Regions from separate parts of the Sus scrofa genome. Here all the other regions are linked to region 1. The links are chromatin contacts, called in public HiChIP or PLAC-seq maps. All regions are on one chromosome and are shown on one strand. The core of a region is the stretch at or near the end of the contact, and the rest is flanking DNA. Distances in the headings are between cores, read along the strand shown.

Region 1 (5,670 bases), core at 1,092-3,591:
ATTCCATTGTTCACTCAGCAAATATATTCTTTAATAACTGAGGACAGAGCAGTGAATAAACTGATAAAAATCCTTATATATAGGCTGGTAGGGAGACACAAACAATAGAGAAGCAAGTAAATACTTAAAATGGTGATCAGGAACAATGATGAAGAGAATGGAAATAGTAGTTTTAGTAAATAGGACAGTGGGGGAGAACTTTTGCTGAAGAGTTGACATTTGAGTAAGATCTGAAGAAGATGAGACATCTGTCCATGCTTAGTGCAAGGGTTGCCTAAGAACAGCAGGTGCATTCATTCCCTGGCATCTCCACCAGAAAGAAAGAAAGAAAGAAAGAAAGAAAGAAAGAAAGAAAGAAAGAAAGAAAGAAAGAAAGAAAGAAAGAAAGAAAGAAAGAAAGAAAGAAAGAAAGAAAGAAAGAAAGAAGGAAGGAAGGAAGGAAGGAAGGAAGGAAGGAAGGAAGGAAGGAAGGAAGGAAGGAAGGAAGAAAGAAAAAGAAAGAAAGAAAGAAAAAGAAAGAAAGAAAAAGAAAGAAAGAAAGAAAAAGAAAGAAAGAAAGAAAAAGAAAGAAAGAAAAGAACAGCAGGTGCATAGCATCTGAGATAGTGGTGTACCCAGCATCAGGGCAGGTGCCAGCAGTAGAGAGCCTGCCAAAAGGTCCACTCTGGGCAGAAAAGTTATTTTAAAATGTCCTATTTTATGGACTGATGCAGAATTTCAGTCAGGGTCAACCATTGGTCATACGGCAAAAAATTTTTGTGGGTCCCTGTCTTTCTAAATAATTTGATTAATTGCTGATATTTTACAGGCTCCATGAAAGAAGATTTAGAATAATAAGTAGATAAGAGGTATTTATATGTTTACTGGTAGCAATCATCCTGCTGCCAATGAGCAGAGGTTACTATTCAGCGTTTGTTCCTAGTTTCTAGTACTCAGATCCTTACATGAGGCCCTTTCTACCTTCCTGCTAATTTCATTGCCTGATTAATTTGCCCTGCTTCTTAATCATCAATTCAATCTCTAGCCCTTGGAAAGATTCTATATAATTACTGTGCAATTTTATTAGATCAACCAGTATACTTGAAATAGAGACACCAGTTAGAAGACTATTGCAATAATCCAGGAGATGGATGATAGCAAGCAGCTGTGTCAAATACTGCTGATACATTAAAATACATGAGGTCTGAGGAATGATCATTTGGTCATCGGTCTTCCCTGATTGTTCATATTGGCTAATGAGTGCATACCACAAGAAACAGGAAAGTCTTTGCTAAAGTACTCATTCCATATTTCCACAGCTCAATGTTGCGTTTCTGCTTAGGGTTCACAATATCTAAAATTTAATGTTTAATTCTTAATTCTCTGATGTGTCCATGCACGAGTCTATTTTTGAGAACACCAGCACCACAAAGAACATATCAACATGGAAAAACTTTCTCATTTGCTGAACCCATTGGTAAAGAAGAAATTCAGCTGAGAATGTGGAGACTGGTCCAGAGAAACCTTACAGTCTTGTCCACTTTCTTAGTTTCCTAAGAAAGCAACCCCCCCTTTTATTTATTTATTTATTTATTTATGCCAAGGGTCAGAGATTGAATTGGCAATTTAGGCAGCAGAGCCATGGAATTAGCAGGATGGTCAAAATGGCCCAAGTAAGGATCTGAGTACCAGGGACTAGAAATGAGGGGGTGGGGGGAGTCTTACAATAGTTCCTGCTGACCCCCAGCTACAACCAGGGTCATTGTTAGTACTGAGCCACACACCTGGTTAGACAGGAGGTACCTACATGTTTTTTTGGCTTTGGGTCGTAGCAGATCTCAGAATGTGGGTCCATTCAAATTCATAGATAGAGGTAAATAGGCACTTTGGTCAGGCAGTTTCTGACACTAGAAAATGGTTAGAGTGGTCACAACTGTGGAATGATGTCCAAGAATAGAAACTTAGAGCTAGGTCTTATGATAGCAGAAGTATATTCTACATGCAAAACAGGGCTATTATATGGTTTAGATGAAGTAATGTATAGGAAATATTTTACTATATAAATTTCAAATGGTATTATAATAGTTCAGGGGAATTTTTTAATATATGACATTTATATCATGGCATTTTTCAGCCTCACTTGAGATATTTCCAGTAAATGAGGCATAAAACTCAAAATATCAATCGAAGCTGCAAACAGTAGCTTTTTCTCTTTGTGTTTTATTTTCTTAAAAACATTTTAAAGAAATTACTTGAGAATTTAGTTCAGGTTATAAATAAGAAGCATCCAGGGATAAGACCCATCTATGAGTCAGCATGAGTCAGTAATTCAGTAAGCCTGGGAACTGGAAATGAGTTGGAATGTAATAACTTTCTAGTGCCTAAATGTGAAGAAAGCTTTTGAACGCCAGAAATTGCAAATGTCTGTGGTTGTCTGTTTGAAGATGATTTTGAAACACAATGAAATTCAGGGAAAGGTCTTTCAGACAGGACAAAAAGTGGCAACCCTGTCACATTAAAAGAAATATCTGACTTAAGCAACTCAAATGAAGTAAGAAGTTCTATCCTCTGAAATCCTGGAGCATTCTCAGCTAGTGAAAGCTTGGATTGCTGAAAATGAAACTTGAAATAAACCATTTCGGGGACAGATCTTGACAAACTTAATATTATAAAATAAATAGAATTTTCAAGTTTTTTTTTTAACACCATGATATAAAAGGGGTCCCTACCTATTGAAGGAAGTAGCTACATTTGATTTCATTAATGTCTTCAGATCTATGGAGGAGGATAGGTTCTATGGTGATGAGGGTAAAGACCTCTAACTTGTGAATTCCTGAAATAGAAAATCAAACAATCAAACAGGCAAATAATTACTCACTACTAACTACTGCGCTAAGTAACTTAGAGATGAGAACAGGGGTATTGAGAAGTTAGTTATACATTATCAGCAGTAGTGAGATTCTAAGTGATTAAAAAAAAAACAAAAACAAAAACAGAATGACATAGTCAGAGACCAATCAGAATGTGCAGCACAGCCATCTAATAAAGATACCAATTGTAGCCAACCAATACAGCCTTATGGTAAATATTTGCTGAATATAGTCTAGATTATGAGTAAATTCATCTAGCAAATTAATGATACAAATGAGATTTTACTTTTAACTTAGTTTATTGAGTAACTCTCCCTGTCATATACATTACATCCAAAAAGAAAATCAGAATATACATTCAAGTGTACATGGAACATTCTCTAGGATTGACCACACACTGGGACATGAAACTAACCTCAACAAATTTAAGAGTATAGAAATTATTTCAAGCGTATACACAAATTTTGTTCATCTTTATATGTTGGAATTTGATTGCTATCTCACAAGCCATTTGGAAAAGTAGACAAATTGTTGAGGTTGCTGAGATGTAAATTTAAGCATTTTTGAACAATGAAAAAATGAACTGGAATAAGGGTAGATAATAATAGACTAAATTGCAATCATTTCTCAAGATGTTTATAAGAGTATGATAGCTACTTATTTGACTCTAGTTTAAAAAAAGTGGAAATTGGTTCAGTTTGTAGGAAATACTGAGGAGCTTCAGCTATAGCATATGCTTTCCTATGTCTTTGAGTAGTATTCTGTCACTTGTGTTGAATGCTCGGTAGAATGATGCAATCAGCATTGTTGGTTTCTTATTTATGCTGCTATAATTCTAAAAGCAGCAAATTGGAATTATTGATGTGGCAGCTGATAACTTATCACACTTCTAAATCATAATATTGGCTGTAAATTAGAGTTAGATGATTCTGGATGTAGTCTCAAGCTGCTTCAGACCTGCTTGTGTTGTAGGCCAGTGCTAAGTTATCAAAAGCTTCACAATAAACTGTGCATCTGAATAGGGAATTACAAAGTAAATGATATTACAGAAAGAAATTTAGAAGCAGGAATTTTTTAAGCTATTATTTTCAGTCAGATTTATCATATTAGATCATACGAAAGGCTTTTGATTTTCATACATTTCTATATACACACAAATTATTCAAGACCTATTTCTTTTTTTCTTTCTTTCTTAATTATTATTATTTTTTTGGTAATTCTTTTAGAGTACCTGAAAATATGATGGATTCAAAACAGGCAAAATCCAGTTTTGCAAGATGAAAAGAGTTCTGGAGATTGATTGTACAAATGTGCATTTTTAAAATGGTTAAGGAGTTCCCATCATGGCTCAGCAGGTTACAAACCTACTAGTATCCACAAGCATGTGGGTTCGATCCCTGGCCTCGCTCAGTGGGTTAAGGATCCAGTGTTGCCACAAACTGTGGCCTAGATCTCAGACTTAGCTCAGATCTGACATTGCTGTGGCTATGGCATAGGCCAGCAGCTGCAGCTCTGATTCAACCCCTAGCCTGGGAACTTCCATATTTGCAGATGCAGCTCTAAAAAAAAAAAAAAATACACACACACAAAATGGTTAAGATGGTAAATTTACAAAATGTTTTAAAATGCTGAAGGAAAATGAGCGCAAGATAGGCAAAAAGCCATGACATACGCTTAGGAAACTCTTAAGTTGCTTCACTCATTAAAAAATAATCCCACAAATAACTTAAAATATCTTGTCATTTAACTTAATCAGCAGTCTTTAAAGTCCCCATAATAACTTGTTTTCTGTAGATTGGATACATGAGGGCTGAGGCTTTTGTCTGTTCTGGCAAGGCTGTAGCCCCATTGCCTAGAACAGTGCATGACATGCAGTAGTTAACAAATAAGAGGCCACATTTCTTATTTTCTGTGTTACATTATCTGCTAAAAGCTAAAAAATGTCGCTCCATGGGGACAAATTTTTTATGACCCTCAATTCTAGAAAAAATATATTTTAAAGCTCTGAGTTTGAGCATAATATAGAGTCCATTTGAAAATATTGTTTATGCGGCTATGTTTTAAATCCCATAACACCATCTCCCTAACTGATATCCCACACATTTTACTGCCTTCTGGAAATTTAGCAACTGTGTTAAGAACAAAAGAATTTTGGATTCCAGCAAGATTAGGTACATCTAAGTTGTACCTTCCCATTTTTCTTTACAATAATCATCCTCTTTTAAAGCCAATAAACTTTAGGAACCCTCAAGAGGGAAATTACTGGGGAGTTCCCATCCTGGCTCAGCAGTTAATGAACCCAACTAGTATCTATGAAGACACGGGTTTGATCCCTGGCTTCGCTCAGTGGGTTAAGGATCCAGCATTGCTGTGAGCTGTGGTATAGGTCGCAAACACAGCTCAGATCCAGCCTTGTAGTGGCTGTGGCACAGGCCGGTGGCTTCAGCTCCAATTGGACCCTTAGCCTGTGAACCTCCATATGCCGCGGGTACGGCCCTAAAGACAGAAAGACAAAAAAAAAAAAAAAAAAAAAAAAAAGAGGGAAATTACAACATACTGTGCTTCCCAAACACTTTTTAATCATAGCGCACGCACTGTGAACGTGTGTATGTGTATAGTACTTGTTAAATATTTCCTGGAAAGAATGTGCTTCTGCCCAGCATTCATTCCACAGCACGGAATATGGGAAACGCTGTCCTAGCTGGAAATTAAAGAGAGTTGATTTTAAATCAGCAGCACTATTCATTAGGAGAACAATATTAAGTTTTTACTTAGTTGGTTAATGTGGCCCAGGTGTCCTGTTGGCTGATTTAATTAGGTT
Region 2 (5,670 bases), core at 1,221-3,720, 430 kb after region 1:
AGAAAAGGAGACTCACTTTAGTTACCCCGGATAGTAAAGCAGTGTCGGCAACAGCAAGTATGTGCTATATGAATACAAATGTACAGGAATCTAGGAAAAGTTAAACAACTAGAAAGGAGTCCATGGTAGAGCCATGCGATGGAATCTCCACCTAGATACTAAAGTCTATAAAAATAGCCAACTACATAATTAGTGGCTTATTAATTTTGCCATGCACCACTTAATGCATGTTGAAATAATATGTTCTGTTTTCAGACTTTCTGGATAGCCTGTAATAATATGTCACTAATATCTCTGCTTGCCCTTTTCTATCTCATCACCACTTTCTTGATTCTTTTTTTCACCTTCATATATTTTCTTATGTTACTGTACCTTTGGTACTTTATATTTTTTCTTCTAACTCCAGCCTGATCCTGACACATGACCTCAAATACATGTAATTCTCCATATATGTCCTTTGATATGTTTCCACTTCTCTCTGCATTTCCTCATTTGGTCCAAACAAGACAAGGTCAGATTAGCCTATACATCTTTTCACACCACAAAATTGGTCATTAGGCAGTCAGTCTCTGAAGTTGGGTGGGGAAGACTACGTAGTCCCTGGTATGCCTAGACCTGCCTTTTGAACTATCAGCAAAGAAGTTTCAGTTAGGAAGGACCAAGGGCATGGCACCAAGACTGGTGGGTTAAATATGCAACCCCATAATTCACTCATGTGGTGAGATAGTGACAGAATTCTACCACCTTGCCCCCCCCAAAAAAATTAATTTTTTTCATCTTTTGAGTTTAAGGCCAATTTCCCTGGTACTCACCATGGACTTTCAGAAGGTACACATGTGGTCTAATCAAAATAATGGGTGAAAAAATAATAAGAATCAATGAATCAAAGCATACATCTCTAATGATAACAAATCATGACTTTTAAAAAAATGCCATATGCATTCCAAAGATAAATGCAAGTGAATTTCAGATTATTGAGTATTGTTCTGTATCTTCATCTCTCTCTCTTTGAATGCCACAGTTTCTTGCTGCAACTGATCACCTCCATGGACATTACTGCTCAAATCCTAATGCATCCATTACAACTAATTCCATCTGCATGTGGTGTATTTTGAAGGTTTCCTGTTCTTTTGGAATAAAATAGTCTCATTTCAAAATACGAAAGAGATTAAAGTTATATGTACTTAATAAATGTGGATTAATAGATATATAATTATAACTGGACTTAAAGCTCATTGAAAGAAGGGACTATCTTTCTTGTTCATTTCTCTGCCCTGACCTTGGTACATATTTTTGATATGTAGTATGAGCACAATATATTTTTCAAAATAAATAATCAACCAAGGAGTTCCCATTGTGGCTCAATGGTAATGAACCCAACTAATATCCATGAGGGCGGGTTCAAACCCTGGCCTTGTTCAGTGGGTTAAGGATCTGGTATTGCTGTGAGCTGTGGAGTAGGTTGCAGATGCAGTTTAGATCCTACATTGCTGTGGCTGTGGTGTAGGTCGGCGCTACAGCTCTGATTCAACCCCTAGCCTGAGAACCTCCATATGCCACCAGTATGGCTCTAAAAAGACAAAAAAAATAATAATAATAAGTAAATTAACACTATGTCTACTTGCTCACAACTTCCAAACAGTGGAAGAATGGCAATTAGAGTCTAGCAAGAGCCATTTTTTTTAAAATATTATCAAAAAATGTCTCTAGATTCCACAGAATCACTGAGTAAACAATTAAACTAGAAGTGAAACAGGCTAAGATGCAGGTCTCCTAATTTAATGAGTTACTAGAAAAAAAAGTAAAACAATATACTGCAGAGACTCTAATAGGGAAACAGGTATTTAATTACTCTTGACTGAGATGATAGATAGGTTGATAGATTGATAGACAGGTGCATACCTTTATTCCTGAATATAGCTTCTAAGAGACAAAGCTTGATGTTTACTCTTTGGTGTTCTCAAAGTCTCAGATAAAGAGACAGGATTCTTTGCCTCTTTCTGAGAAGGTAAGATTATTAAAGAACTTATTTATAAGAAATTTACAGTTAACAAAGGGGAAACTGTGGTGAGGAGGATAAATTAGGAGGATGGGATTAACACATACACATTAATACCTATAAAATAGATATCTAACAAGGATATATAAAGCACAGAAAGGTCTACTCAATGTATTATAATAACCTATGTGCACATGTATAATCGATTTACTTTGCTGTACACCTGAAGCTAATACAACATTATAAATCAACTATACCCAATAAAAATTAAAAAAAAAAAGATTCCTAAAAACAGCCTTGAAACGCCTCTTAACCCAGCACAAGTCCTATCCTCTAACAGGAGTTAGATTCCCACTGCCATCTTGGGGCTGAGTTTGTAGGAAATAGCCCTTGCTCTGGATTATCTCTGTCATTTCACTTGGCAACAGAGTAATTAGATTTCTAAACTCTTCTTCATTCTCTAAACAGGAAGAACAAAAGGCATAAACCCCAAAGAATGTTAGTGTGACTCATTTTCAACTTTGTGTGAATAATTTGGCCACACTTGATAAGGGCAAAGGCATGATTTTGCTGTTAATGAGAAATATTTATACTCGTTTTTTCTCTTCATACAGTTAAGTGCCCAAATAAGAGACTTAACTGCTCTGAACAACACTGCCATCTTCCACCCAGTGCTTGTTATCATTAACTGAAATCATAGAAAGGAGCTGCACTGAACTGAATCACTCACCTAACGGCCAAAGTTGTAGAAGCTTGTGCCCTGGGGCTGGATTCTTTCTGCTTCTGATATGACAGCTCTGAAGCCACCTCAGTTGATAAGGTCTGCAGGAACTCTTTAGTCTGTCTAAAAAGCAATATATGGAGTTCCCTTTGTGGTGCAGTGGAAATGAATCTGACTAGGATCCATAAGGACATAGGTTCGATCCCTGGCCTCATTCAGTGGGTTAAGGATCTGGCTGTGGTGTAGGCCAGCAGCTACAGTTCGGATTCCACCCCTAGCCCTGGGAACCTCCATATGCCGCAGATGTGACCCTAAAAAGCAAAAAGAAAAAGAAAAGAAAAGAAAGAAATCTACTGAATGAAAATAAATAAATTTTAAAAATAAAAAGCAATATATCTATTGAAATCACTTGAACCATGGTTCTGAAGCTGAGAAATAATAATGTAGTAAAAGCTTACTGTTATGGACTTAATGTTTGCCCGCCCCTCAACAAAAAAGTCATATGTTAAAGTCCTAACCCCTTTGGGAGGTGATTCGATTTAGTGAGGTCATGAAAGCCGCGCCCTCACGATGGGACTCTGCCTTATAAAAAGAGGAAGAGACACCAGAGCCCTCTCTCCCTCCGGGCTAGGACAAAGAGGTAGCCATGAGAGCACACAGAGAAAGGGTGGCCAGGAAAAGGACCCTCACCAAGAATTGGATCTTCTAGCACCTTGATCTTGGACTTGCCAGACTCAGGAATTGTGAGAAATAGACATTCATTGTTTAAATCACACAGTCTAGGTTATTTTGTTAGAGCAGCTCAAGCAGACTAAGACCTACAGGTAAGACAATTATGGTTTAACTAATTACACAGCTGACAAACACAAATAGCATCCTAAATTTCTACCTCAAAGTCAACTTGAAAACTCTGGCCAAGATGGTGAATTAACTTCATCGTGTGACACACTGTTTTCCTTCAAAAGAATAATTGAAAAATCTAAAAGGAGAAAATCCAAAACATATAACCAGGCTTCCAAACTAAACACTGGTATGGACTGGAATAGGTACCAAAATGCAAAACAGAGAATACAGCTAAAGCCTAGAAGCTACAGGGTCTGGAGTCTAGAAACAGGCAGGGCAGCTAAGATTCCAGCGACTAGGAGTAAGGACTTAAAATCTTAGAGCAGACATGGGCAAGGATTCAGGCACACTGCTTGAAGCCAGGTGCTGGCATGGAAGTATTCCCTCTGCCTCCCTCCCCTCCTCACTGTCCCTAGGAGGAAGCTGAGAAAACTGCTTTCATCCAGGGTGCAAGACTTTATAAGTGTAGGCTCCACGATGTTATAAATATAGGCTCCAGGAAGCTGCTTGACAATAAGCATAACTTGATGCTCAGGAACTGGCTCCTGGACTGGATCTGCACTAATTCAAACATCACAACAAGGTAGGAGCCCCAACCTGTCAAAACACCTGATTCTAAGCGGGAGGCACAGAGAGCTAGATGGAGAAGGCAGAGAAAACCACTGAACTAGGAGGAGGTGAGCACAAAAGAGAAAAGAGAGATGATAAAAGCATACCACTCAGAAAATGATCCTGCATGTCCTGTACCCTGCAGAAGAAGAAACTTACTGCTGAGAAAGGGAGCCATCAAATTCACAATGGGGAGTTCCCATCATGGCTCAGTAGTTAACAAATCCAACTAGGAAAGATGAGATTGTGGGTTTGATCCCTGACCTTGTCGTGAGCTGTGGTACAGGTTGCAGACGAGGCTTGGATCTGGCGTTGCTGTGGTTATGGTGTAAGCCAGCAGCTACAGCTCTGATTAGACCCGTAGCCTGGGAACCTCCATATGCCATGGGTGCGGCCCTAGAAAAGACCAAAAAAAAAAAACACAATGGGAAAAAGAAACCCCTCAGGTAATTAATTATCAAAGAATATTCCACCTAAGAATTATGAAAGTATTTTAAATGTTGATAAAGGGAGAACATTTGTTTAAAGAGAATAATAAATTATCATAGAAAAACAGGAAAATATAATAATAATAGGTATACAGTTAAAAATAAGATATTTTAGAGTTCCCATTGTGATTCAACGTAGTCTCTGTGAGGATGCAGATTCGATCCTTGGCCTTGCTCAGTGGGTTAAGGACCCAGTGTCGCCGTGGGTTGTGGTGTTGGTGGCAGATAGCATTGCCATGGCTGTAGGGCAGCCCTCAGCTGCAGTTTCTATTTGACCCCTAGCTTTGAACTTCCATGTGCCACAGGTATGACCATAAAAAGAAAAAAATGCCACCTGGCCTATGCCCTCGTCCCCTTCGATTCTCCACTCACCTGTCCCCTTCTTCAGGAGGACCTTCCTGACCACGCTGTTTAAGCTGCCTCCCCACCCAAACCCCGCCACCCCTATCCACCTTCCCTGCCTTATGGTTCCCCTCAGCACTCAGTGTTATCTCATATCCTATATGCTTCATACATTTATGTGTGTCTCTTTTCCCCTGCTAGGCTGTAAACTTCTTGTGTGTGTGTGTGTGTGTGTGTGTGTGTGTGTGTGTGTGTGTGTGCCTTTTTAGGGCTGCACCCACAGGCAGCATATGGAGGTTCCCAGGCTAGGGGTCTAATTGGAGTTGTGGCCACTGGCCTATACCACAGCCACAGCAACGCCAGATCCAAGCCATGTCTGCAACCTACATCACAGCTCATGGCAACGCTGGATCCTCAACCCACTGAGCCAGGCCAGGGATCAAACCTGCATTCTCATGGATGCTAGTCAGATTCGTTTCTGCTGCGCCATGACAAGAACTCCAAAGCTATAGACTTCTTGAGGACAGAAGAATTATGTCTTGTATTCCATGCTGGATCTCCGGTGCCAGAAAGAATGCCTGACACATGGTAAGTAATAATTGTTGATAGAATCATTATGGGAAGCACTCAATAAAGGCCAAGTACTGTGACTTAAGCACAGCCATTCA
Region 3 (5,670 bases), core at 1,393-3,892, 320 kb before region 1:
TACTTATTTGTCCCTGAAGATTTTTCCCTCCTCCTGGGAAAAATTCTGGCTGGAAAGTAACCTGGCATAAGAGTTTGTTGCCCATTTTCAAAGCCTGGGCACTATTCTACAGGATATTATTTCTGACAAGAAAAGACTGAGCTCATTAAATATGGTACATTTTATTCTAAAGTGAGAGTATTTTAAAGGAATTTGAGAAGTGCCACAAAGCACTTTGAGGGGGCTTGGGAGAAGAAATAGTGGTGTGTGGTTTAGTCATAAAAGTGACACAAGCCGTAACAACCTTATAATTCAAGACCAGGTATCAAGTCTAGTGTTGGTAGACAGAGCCAAAATGGATGAGTTTTAAAATGACTGGTGCTACCTTGGTTTTACAGCAAAAACTTCTTCTTCTTCTTTTTTGTCTTTTTGCCTTTTCTATGGCCACTCCCGTGGCATATGAAGGTTCCTAGGCTAGGGGTCTAATCGGAGCTGTAGCTGCTGGTCTACACCACAGCCATAGCAACTCAGAATCTGAGCCACATCTGTGATCTACACCACAGCTCACGGCAACGCCAGATCTTTAACCCACTGGAGCAAGGCCAGGGATCGAACCTGCAACCTCATGGTTCCTAGTTGGATTCGTTAACCACTGAGTCACGACAGGAACTCCAGAAAACTTCTTTTTATTTTATTTATTTATTTTGCTTTTTAGGACCGCACTCGTGGCATATGGAGGTTCCCAGGCTAGGGGTGAAATCGGAGCTACAGGTGCCAGCCTATGCCACAGCCACAGCAATGCAGGATCCAAGCCACTTCTGTGACCTACACCACAGCTCACGGAAACACCAGATCCTTAACCCATTGAGCGATGCCAGGGGTCGAACCTGCAACCTCATGGTTCCTAGTCAGATACATTTCTGTTGCGTCACAGTGGGAACTCCAAAAATTCTCTTTTTGGACACTAGGTGTCCAAAACATGTAGCAGCAATGGAATTGTTTTAAGGTATGTGGTATCCTTTATATCCTTTCACTGTTTGGGGTGAGCAGTTACAAGGGGCAAGGGAGAAAAAAAAATAGGGAGAAAAGGTTCCTTTAGTATTTTAGCATATTCCTTGAAGAAAAGGGAGGCATAGGTTGGGTTATAATAATCAAGGGCTGGTCTTCATCACAGGCCATACAATCTAAAAGGTATCTAAGTTCCCTGAAATGACTGGAAGGTAGATTCTCCCCATAGGCTCCAAGACTCAAAAGATAAATCCCTTTATAAAGGAATGTTGAAAGTTTATTGAAAAATTTTAACAAAAGTGTACCTCCAGTTACACGTGTGCCAGAGTGATATACATTCACCTTTTTCTCCAGGTTTAAAGAGAAAACCCCTCATCACAGAATCCCCAAATGCCCCAGTTATCATTTGACATGTGGTGGACAGAAGAAGTCTTGCTTTCAGACTTATGTCCCTCTGTTGGAATGATCAACTTAAATACGTTTAAAATTCAAATGCATAATGCTTCCAACAATGCTACAGAATTGTCAACTAGCTCACAAAATCTTTAGCAGCTTTTATAATGAGCTGATTTTTTGGAAAGACTTTGGGCTGAAAAGAGGACATGGGGACCCAAAGATGCCTACTCTTTTCTGTGACTGCTTTCTTAAACTAGGGAATCACCGAAGAAAGTCTAGTTTGCATCAAGATATGGGATCTGTTTTATTTTATTTAATTTTATTTATTTTATTTTATTTATTTTTTGTCTTTTTAGGGCCACACCCATGGGATATGGAGGTTCCCAGACTAGGTGTCTAATTGGAGCTGCAGCTGCCGGCCTACACTACAGCCACAGCAGCACAGGATCCGAGCCGTGTCTGAGACCTACACCATAGCTCATGGCAACACTGGATTCTTAAACCCACTGAGCGAGGCCAGGGATCGAACCCGCAACCTCATGGTTCCTAGTCGGGTTCATTTCCACTGCTCCACAACGGGAACTCTGGGATCTGTTTTAGAGCTTTAGTAAGGTAAAAGGTGTTTTTTGTTTTGTTTTGTTTTAAATATATACATATAAAGGGGAACAAGTGGGTGCAGGACAACCAGCCAGTATAGTCTTTTTCATTTACTGGGTTTAGTCCAGGGACTCTTCGGACCAAGGACCAAAAATTAATCAGGAAACACACAAGGGGTGTTATCATAAAAGAGGAATTACTAATTAACATTCAAAAACCCATACAAAAAGCCACATGAGCAGCTTCCCCTCTAAACCTAGCTGGTTAGTTTTTCTACTTTTAGGAATGGGCTGTTTCCTTCTTTGGAAGCTGGAAAAGAAATAAGAATACACATCTGGAAACAGATGAGGATCGAACATTATTGTATAGTCTTGACTCCTTTTTACAGTCCATTATACAATAGAAAGTTGTAGATGAAACTAGGCTGAGTCGATGAAATTACCTTCATTTGAGTGAAGATACATAACGTGGATTTTGGACTCAATACCAACCTCTCTGGAAGAATGTGGGGATGATGTCCCCTTTCCATGGCACAAGAATCAGATGACCAGGAGAGATTTTGCAACTTTTTTTTTTTTTTTGGTTTCTCAGAAGGCTCTGAGAAATGTATACCAGAAGACTGTGAGTCATTTTAGGATGACTATGTCCTTTGCAGTAGAAAACAATCTGTGCTGTAGTTTATTTAGCCCTTAAAGTGATTCATGCAGGGACTAAAATCCAGGAATACTCAGAATAGGGACACATTTTCATAGGGACAAATTTTGCTGGTGCATCCTATTCCTACTTACCTCTTCCATCAGTAGGAAAGTACTGACATCAGCAATGATATGAATTAATGATTACAGGGGTCTAAAGCAATACCATGACGAGTTTACCACCTCCCTCCCAGTCTATTATTTTACCCTGTTTTGCTGAGCAGAGGGGGATTTTCTTGATCAGTCTCAAAGCTGGTAAAAGGAATCATTCATGTTAAGAACATTTTAACTGTAACCCCCTTCCACAGATGGGGAATGTTAAGGGGAATGGGACAAACACCTAACCTACCAAGCCCTTAAAACGCTTATCCTGGAAGTTCTATGACATAAATGTGTCTCTATTTTATGAATATTAAAATGTACTCAGGAACACAAGATCAATCACTAATAAGCCACTGCGTTTATTGAACATGATCTGTGTTCCCTTTCCAACTATATATGCTGCTGCTCTTTTTTTTTTTAATTCCATTGTTTTTTTTTTTTTTTTTTTTTTGGCCAAGTCTGAAGCATGTGTTCAATTCCTGGGGGGCCAGGGATCGAACGCTCGCCATAGCAATGACCCCAGCTGCTGCAGTGACTCTGCCCGATCCTTAACCCTATATGCCACAAGAGACCTTCCTAATATCAGTGATTTTAACCTGTATTTTATAAACCACTTTCAAAGTCATAATCTTACTGATTTTAAAATACTAGTTAGTGGAGTTCCTGTCATGGCTCAGTGGAAACGAATCTGACAAATACCCATGAGGACGCAGGTTTGATCCCTGGCCTCACTCAGTGGGTTAAGGATCCAGCGCTGCCGTGAGAGGTGGTGTAGGCCGCCGATGTGGCTTGGATCTGGCATTGCTGTGGCTGTGGGGTAGGCCATCGGCTGTAGCTCCAATTCGACCCCCAGCCTGAGAATCTCTATATGCCATGGGTGCGGCCCTAAAAGAATTTAATAAATAATTAGATACATTAAATTAAAAAAAATACTAGTTAGCTTTTCAGAAAGCACTACATAAACTGAACACAGGAAAGGAAATTAAGGAGAATCCAGAACAAAGCAACATATCCTTGCTAAAGTGTCCAGCATTTTGTATGGGTCAGAAATGTGTTTCTTTGTCCTTTGGAACTTTATGCCTGTCTCAGCTGGGGTACTGAACTAGGACATGTGAAATATTAACCTCTAAGGCAGCTCCTGGGGTCCAAGAGGGCAGCAAACAGCCTTCACCACTATCTTTAAAGTAGCCTTTTGAGAAAAAGGGATGCTTCCAGAAATGATGCAGCCAAATTTCTGATATTTGATGTAAAGCCTAAATTCCTTAGCTCAAATGCCTATACTTTTTACAAAGGCTTATTCTATTTGCAAAGGCCAAGCTGAGTAGACAGTAAGATTTTTGCCACCTATTTAACTGGGGAAATGAGGCTATGTTAATACACACTGAAAAGAAGTCCTTAGGAGATTTTCTTATAAATGCTGACACTGCCGTAGGGGCCTCAGGAACAAAACATGCCTGGTTCAAGGAGGTATACCCTAGTTATGCATTTACAGAGAGCACATACCATTGCTTTTAACCCCTGGGAAGGATGCTACAGGACTTACAGGACCTGTAAAGCTCTGAACCAGAAAACTTTCCCCTATGTTTGGAACCAAGTCAGACCAGAGTTAAGAATTCCCCATATAGTTAACTGTTTTTCTTTTCTTTCTTTCTTTCTTTTTTTTTTTTTTTTTTTAGGGCCACACCTGTGGCATATGAAGGTTCCTAAGCTGGGGTCAAATCGGAGCTACAGCTGCTGGCCTATGCCACGGCCACAGCCATGCAGGATCGGACCTACACCACAGCTCATGGCAATGCAGGATCCTTAACCCACTGAGTGAGGCCACGGATCAAACCCTCATCCTCATGGATCCTAGTCAGGCTCGTTAACTACTGTGCCACAAAGGGAACTCCCACCATACAGTTAATTTTGGGTAGAGATGAGATAGTACAGCAGCTCAGCGTTAAGGCTTGGAAGTCTTACACATTGTCACTACTTTCTAGCTCTGTAGCTTGAGGCAACTCACCTAATATTCATTTCTCTCACCTGCAAAATGGGAATATAGTTTGCATAGTTGTTAGAGGAAATCAACAATGAGAACTTAGGTAGAGGCCTCAGTGCCTCGCATTTAGAAAATGCTCAACCAATGGTAGTTATGGTTAAATCAAGGCTAGGTTTCATGGACGCTATGTGTCATGTATGCAGTCTTGTAATGTAGCTAACATTGCTTTTCCATAGCAAGTGTTTAAACAGCTTTAGAACAAGTGGGACCAATGAGTAAACAGAAACACGGAGGGATGTGGTGCTTTAATAAGTAAGGCCCAGGTGAAAATTTGTCAAGGTTAGAGCCACTTTCTGTCCAGCTTTTGTGGCTATAGAAGGTAGGTTCTGACAGGAAGAGGACTGTGGGAACAAAGTTTACTCTAAGTTACACAGAGAGGCCTGTTTTAGTGAATCTTGAGTCAAATCCAAGCCCACATCATTCCCACTTGGCAATCTAGAAGGTCTACCTTACACCCCCTGAGGAACTTTTATGGGGAGCTCTTAAAACATCAATGTCCCTGCCACACCCACATTGATTAAGTCAGAATCCCTGGAGGAAAAGATGCAGGCACCAATATATTTTAAAGATTCCAAGATGATTTTTTTTTTTTTTTTTTTGCTTTTTTAGGGCCACACCTGTGGCATATGGAAGTTCCCAGGCTAGGGGTAGAACTGGAGCTATAGCTGCTGGCCTGCGCCACAGCCACAGCAATGCAGGATCCAAGCCATATGTGTGACCTACACCACAGCTCATGGCAACATCCGATCCTTAACCCACTGAGCGGGACCAGGGATAGAACCTGTATCTTTATAGACACTAGTCAGTTTCCATTCCGCTGAGCCATAACAGGAACTCCTCCCAGATGATTCT
Region 4 (5,670 bases), core at 833-3,332, 300 kb before region 1:
TATGAAACTAAGGAGGAGGTTGATTTTCCAAGAATCGAGAAAGAAATACTTAAGATAGTAGGAAAAATGTAAAGGTCTCTGCTTTTTCATCTTTCTGAGATTCAGTTAAACTGAGTTATGTTTAAATGCTTTGCTTTATTACTTTCATGGCTGTAGGAATTCAGTTACTTTGTTATGCTTTCCACTGAACAACTGAATTATGAACATTAATGTGAAGGGCTTGTTGAAATACAGCTGGATGGGCCCTACTACTCATATTTGGTTCAGTGGATCTGGGATGGGAACAGAGAATTTGCATTTCTAACAAGTTCCCAAGTGATGCTGATGTAGCTGGTCTGGGGACCACACTCTAAGAACCAGAACCAGTCTTAGCTGAGTTCTCTCTGGTCATGAACTACATTTAGCTAACTAAGTGTCCCATTTTTTTTTTTTTTTTTTTTTTTTTTTTTGTCTTTTTAGGGCCATACCCGCAGCATATGGAGGTTCCCAGGCTAGGGGTGAAGTTGAAGCTACAGCTGCAGGCCTACACCACAGCCACAGCAACGTGGGATCTGAGCCGCATCTTCGACCTACACCATAGATCACGGCAATACCAGATCCTTACCCTACTGAGCGGGGTCAGGAATCGAACCCAAGTCCTCGTGGATAATAGGTTCATTAACTGCTGAGTCACAATAGGAACTCCTAAGTGTCCCATCTTGAAAGAATGAATGAATTTAACAGTTAAATGAGAACTTATGGCAGTTCATCTGTTACATGAAGATCTAAGTCTGCATCATATTGCTAAGGAGAAGTAAGATAGCTTTTTACCCAGAGAAAATATTAAGCCATAAACCCCTCACTCCAATCCCTTCCAGGCTGGAGAACGTTTCAAACCCAGCTTTTCCAGTCTTCTTACTTCCTAATCTACCTGCTCCTTTTTCTCCATCGTTACCTAAAAATCTAAGTGACAGCGCTCATGCATTCTGCCTCCTGGTAACGTCCCTGCAGGTGACACTCACTCAGCACCACCCCATTCCACCCCCCAGTTCACTCAAAATTTTACAGTAGTTAAAGGTCACTTGCCGCTAGCTAGCTTAGGGGCTAAGTTATAAGTTATGGCAGCAGAGAAACATTGCCAGGCTGCTTCTATATTGAGACAATAGCTTTTATGTTCCTGAAGCTTCATAAGCCCTACTGTTTCTCTATTGCAACAATGTAGGAATTAGCAAGAATTTGAACATTTGGAGTAAAATTTTGGATTAGAATAAGTTGGGAAGAAGAGGAAAAGGATAAGCTGGGTAGAGAGGAGATTCTACCTCACTTAATGAAAAAGTAACTTCCATTTTCAGACCAGGAAGCAATTTGTTCAGATTTTGCTTACCCTGGAGTCTCAGGCTTCCTTCCAAGGTAGGAGAAAGAGTCAGGAAGGGGAGTAACCATGGCAACCTGCCCAGCTATGAGGGCAAGGACAGTATGGGGCTCTACTGACTCAGACTTTTTATTTCTAGCCGAGGCCCTCAGTTTAGTCCGGGTGGTCCCTCCTTTCCCACTTCCTTCTGCTATGATGCTGACTTCAGGGGGAAGGATTGCTCCCTTTCTGTAGAGAGTCTGGGGGCGGGGGAGGGAGGTGGGAAAGACTTAAATGAGACCAGAGGAGGTCAGCTTGACCAAACTAAACTGCAGGCGCCAGGCAGAGAACAGAGAGTAACTCTCAGTCCGTTTCGCATAAGCCCAGCAAACTCCCTGGCTTTGTTAATATTAGGTGCTTAAGTGATTAACATTTTTCAGGTAGGCGGGTGGGGTCCAACTTTGACAAAGAAATTCCCTATTCCACTGTCAGTTTTCACCCAGGTACATAATTCAGTGGTTCAGTGGTTCAGGGAGCAAAATGAAAACAAAACATAAAATAAAGCATTCTAAGCACATTAGATTACCAGTCTTCCCAATAAGCCTTGGGGGTAGGTATTATTATTCTTTCCAGATAAGAAAGCTTAAGTACAGAGAGATGATGCAATCTGCTCATGGTCACATGAGCACCAGTGCTGTCTGTGGGATTTGAACTGAGGCAATGGGCTCCAGAACCCACACTCTCAACCACCACTCCCACCACTCAGCTGTGCTAGGTGGGAAGGGGAAGCCAGCCTGTGTGCTTGCCCCTTATGTCCATACTTAGCGTCATTTGTTCCCCTCACCAGAAATTAGCATGTCCTCTGTAGAAGGGGACTAGATGGCCTCCTTTCCTTCTGAGTCACAGGACTAATCCAGGCAGGATACATTACCATGAGTTAGGTTTCCCTTAAGCCGACAGATCTGACACTACAGCTATTTCAACTAAATGTGACTCCTGCCTACCTCTGTGCAGTTCAGTGGCACAGCTTCGACTTTAGAATTACACAGCAGTGCTCAAGAATTTTCAAATACCACATCCTGTTACACAGGTGTTTCATACTGCCAGTCGAGTTCTCATTCTGGTTCTGCCTGGAGGGTAGAACACCTTATGCGTTTGGTCAAATATCAAAACCTCCCCAACCAGTCCACTTTCAAGCCTTCCACTGGCCATTAGGGCAACTTAACACCCTGGAGAGCTCTGTCTTTGGCACCCTTCTCAAATCTTTCAGCATCTTATTTTTGTCTCCAAGAAAAGCATTAATTAAATCCTCAAGTCAGGAGAGACTGAGGAAGGGAAACACATGAAACCTTCAAAGCTATTCTGGTAAAAAATATTGGTGGTAGCAAGGACAGGCTTACAGACATATGAGGGGAGAAGGAGAAATGAAGCAGTGCATACTGGCTGTACCACTAACAGCCTGTGTCTTCGCAAAGCCTCCTGCTGACCAAAGCTTCTGCCTTCCTGCTTTCTAAATCTTCAGGTAACTGCGGCCGAGGAGGCCCATAAATATCACCCCAACTGGCTGGTCAGTAGCTTCCAGGGATCCCTGGACCCCCTCAAGCCAACGAGCATCTTAAAAGCAATTCCCTTCAACCCAAACAAGATGGCTGAAATCCATTCAACCTCTTGGACAACACAAGTAAGCTAATGCACAGGAATTTAGGCTTTTAGTTGAATCCACAACTATAAAAAGTTTTGAGTGGAAATGCAGACTCTGGATTCTGCCCTTAACAAATGAGGCAAGGCTTTGAATAAGTGCCATGCTCCTGTCCCTCTCTCACATCGTCAGGAGAAGATCTGATGGGTCCAAGATCATCAGAATGGCAACGACCAGTGTGTCAAGGCTCAAAGTTGGAAGACGTTCCCTTCCCATCTGCCTGTTCTGGCCATACATTAAAATGGAGAAGGGTATAGCTTAAGAAGAACTGATTTCTTAGGCAGCCATTTGGATAAGAAGAGACAGGGCCGGGAGTGGGAAGGGAAGGGGAAGTGAAGTTATTCATCACCAACAGGAAAAAAAACGAGACTGCTCTAGGAGGATCCCGATTAGGGATGTAGAAGAAATAACCTGTACCAGAAATACACACTGGGGAAAACCACCAGGCCTCCTTTGTGCTCTCCCAACAAGACTATCCACACTGCACAGGGCACAGTGTATTAAACGTAGCATTGTTTACTGCCACACACCTAGCACTTCAACCAAAAGAGACCTTCCCCAAAGATTAAGGAGAGCTCGATCCCAAATACTCTCGAATTCTCAAGGCAATAAACTTTCTGCTAGTGTCATGGAGGCCTATTTCCCTTCCATGAGGGAGAGGCGGAACCTGGAATGGGCAGAGCACTGGGCCCAGGGGAGGGCAGCCTAACCAAGGTCTGGCTGCTGGCTGAAGAAGCCAGGTGGAGGTGTCACAGAGAATGGAGGCAAGCCATTTGGTATCTAAGCTCCCCCATTCCCAGCTAGTTCCTCCTTCCTCAACACCCAGTTGACACTCCTGTGTGGGGAGCCAACCTCAAGACTGCAGGAAGATCAATTATATATCCCATCAAAGCCATTCCAAGAGCCTTATCAGACAGACGTCTTGAAAGCATTTTTGCAGCTGCCTTCTTTGCTCAGCCATTCCTTCTGTTTGAGTGAGTTCTACCTCCCTCTCCCCCACTCCAGTGCTTTGCCTGATTAGGGCCAGAAATTTTTTCATTAAGTCACTTTATAGTGCAATAACAACATTTACTATTCATGAAGTCGCCCTTCCATAATTTTTAAGTCTTTCCATGTGTCTGGAAGCTTATTTCTCCTCTTCTCATTTTACAGAGTGCCTCTCTTGCTTCCAAACACAAACTAAAAAGAAAAAGGATAAGATTGGGAGGGGGTGGAGTGGGGGTGTGGAGATAACATCCAGATTCTTTAAGTGTTTTTAATCCAGTTAGATTTCCCTTTGGATCCAAACGGCTCCCTGCTAAAACTGACTGTGGACCTGAATTCCAGGCTAAGAATTAAGTCAAGAGGAAAGGGCAGCAGAAACAAATAACAGAGTCAGCTCTATGCTATGAAAACCGCTATGTTGACTGGTGCTCCACCGTTTTAACCCATTCATTTTTTTCCCCCTTTCCTAGAATTCTTACTTAATTTTTCCAGATTACAGAAAGCAGGCAAACAGCATTTAAACGGCGGTCAGAGCTCCAGGGATTTCAAATAAGTTTGTCCAGCCTCTTGGGCAAATACTTTTCTTAAGAATGCGGGTGTAAGACAAAGTTCACATTTTAATGCTGTACTCTTGTCAGACACCAGGGAAGGCTTCTCCTGGGCACAAACCAGGTCCCTAGCCTTTGTCACAGACAAAAATAAACACCCCTGGAGGAGTTAATTAGGCGGTTAGCAGCCACACCAGCGTCCGACCCTGGGTGCCCGCAGAGCTTTTAAAGGAGCACAGAGACACGCACGCGCGAGCGCGCGCGGCGCGCGAGCACACAGACAAACACACACAGACACACACAGACACACACACACACACACACACACACACACACACTAAGTGCTTATTAAATGTCACAAGGGGGACATCTGGAGTCCGACCCCAAAGGTAAAAGCATTCCGTGGGAGCATTCCTCGGATGTCAGGCCACAAAACCGCCTGTTTGCCCAAGCACCCCGTCTCCTTTCTATGATGCCCCAACAATCCTGCGTCTGTGTCCCGAGGTGGGGAAAAGCAAGGGAGGGGAGGTCGTCAGAAATGGAGCCAAAGGGAAGAAGGCTCGAAAAGCTACTCACAGGCTAGTTAGCGCCTCTGCGATGCGAGCATGACTCCCGGTGCCCGAGCCTCCTGGCTGCCGCGCAGCCGACACGGCGGCCGCGCTTAAATAGCCGCCGGCCCGGGAGCCTCGGAGCCGCGGGCCACTCCCGGCGAGATATGGTTCTAATCAGATGCTGGCAGCTGAGGACTCCCCAGGAATGCGCCGGGATGTTTTTGCTGCCTGGGCTGGGTAACTCCCCCTCAACGTGTCTGCTGAGTCTTCCAAACTTAACTGTTTATTAACTCAAACTGCGGCCGGCGCTCAGGGCCGGCTCGCGTCGGCCGGAGCCCCGCCAGCGGGGGGCGATCGCCTGGAGCCCAAGCGCCAGGGAGGAGGAAAGAGTTGGGGCGCCGTCCAGAGCCCGGCTCGCGGGGCTGGGGACCAGGCGCTGGGGAGGGTGCGCTTAAGGACAGGAAAGGGAAACTCCGCAGGAAAGGGGTGGGACCCAGCGACCTTCATCTCACAAATTCCTTGTCCGGATTGCCGCTTCCAGTGATGTGGCGTCCCAAA

Evidence for each region. HiChIP or PLAC-seq counts read pairs in DNA pulled down with a chosen protein or histone mark.
Region 2: an H3K27ac HiChIP or PLAC-seq map of alveolar macrophages shows a contact between it and region 1. The contact joins two enhancer-like sites. A contact is called at or near these places in 1 of 47 Hi-C or Micro-C datasets (embryonic fibroblasts) and 1 of 2 datasets of contacts at active chromatin or transcription factors (alveolar macrophages).
Region 3: a contact with region 1 is called in an H3K27ac HiChIP or PLAC-seq map of alveolar macrophages. The contact joins two enhancer-like sites. A contact is called at or near these places in 1 of 47 Hi-C or Micro-C datasets (fibroblasts) and 1 of 2 datasets of contacts at active chromatin or transcription factors (alveolar macrophages).
Region 4: a contact with region 1 is called in an H3K27ac HiChIP or PLAC-seq map of alveolar macrophages. The contact joins two enhancer-like sites. A contact is called at or near these places in 1 of 47 Hi-C or Micro-C datasets (fibroblasts) and 1 of 2 datasets of contacts at active chromatin or transcription factors (alveolar macrophages).

The regions. Positions count from the first base shown.
Region 1 is chr16:24,943,325-24,948,994 of Sscrofa11.1, forward strand. No RefSeq gene overlaps it. Among named protein-coding and RNA genes, the nearest start is that of DAB2, 170 kb to the left of the region's middle. Within about 2 kb of position 2,342, at least 3 of the 83 cell types and tissues checked have an H3K27ac peak or open chromatin away from gene starts, as enhancers often do. A contact at or near this core is called in alveolar macrophages, where this site is marked.
Region 2 is chr16:25,373,166-25,378,835 of Sscrofa11.1, forward strand. The region is part of intron 1 of LOC106506472 (a long non-coding RNA gene); the gene reads right to left. Among named protein-coding and RNA genes, the nearest start is that of PTGER4, 290 kb to the right of the region's middle. Within about 2 kb of position 2,471, at least 2 of the 83 cell types and tissues checked have an H3K27ac peak or open chromatin away from gene starts, as enhancers often do. A contact at or near this core is called in alveolar macrophages, where this site is marked.
Region 3 is chr16:24,618,794-24,624,463 of Sscrofa11.1, forward strand. The region is part of intron 2 of DAB2 (disabled homolog 2); the gene reads right to left. Among named protein-coding and RNA genes, the nearest start is that of C9, 46 kb to the left of the region's middle. Within about 2 kb of position 2,643, at least 4 of the 83 cell types and tissues checked have an H3K27ac peak or open chromatin away from gene starts, as enhancers often do. A contact at or near this core is called in alveolar macrophages, where this site is marked.
Region 4 is chr16:24,640,584-24,646,253 of Sscrofa11.1, forward strand. All of the region lies in intron 2 of DAB2 (disabled homolog 2), which reads right to left. Among named protein-coding and RNA genes, the nearest start is that of C9, 67 kb to the left of the region's middle. Within about 2 kb of position 2,083, at least 17 of the 83 cell types and tissues checked have an H3K27ac peak or open chromatin away from gene starts, as enhancers often do. A contact at or near this core is called in alveolar macrophages, where this site is marked.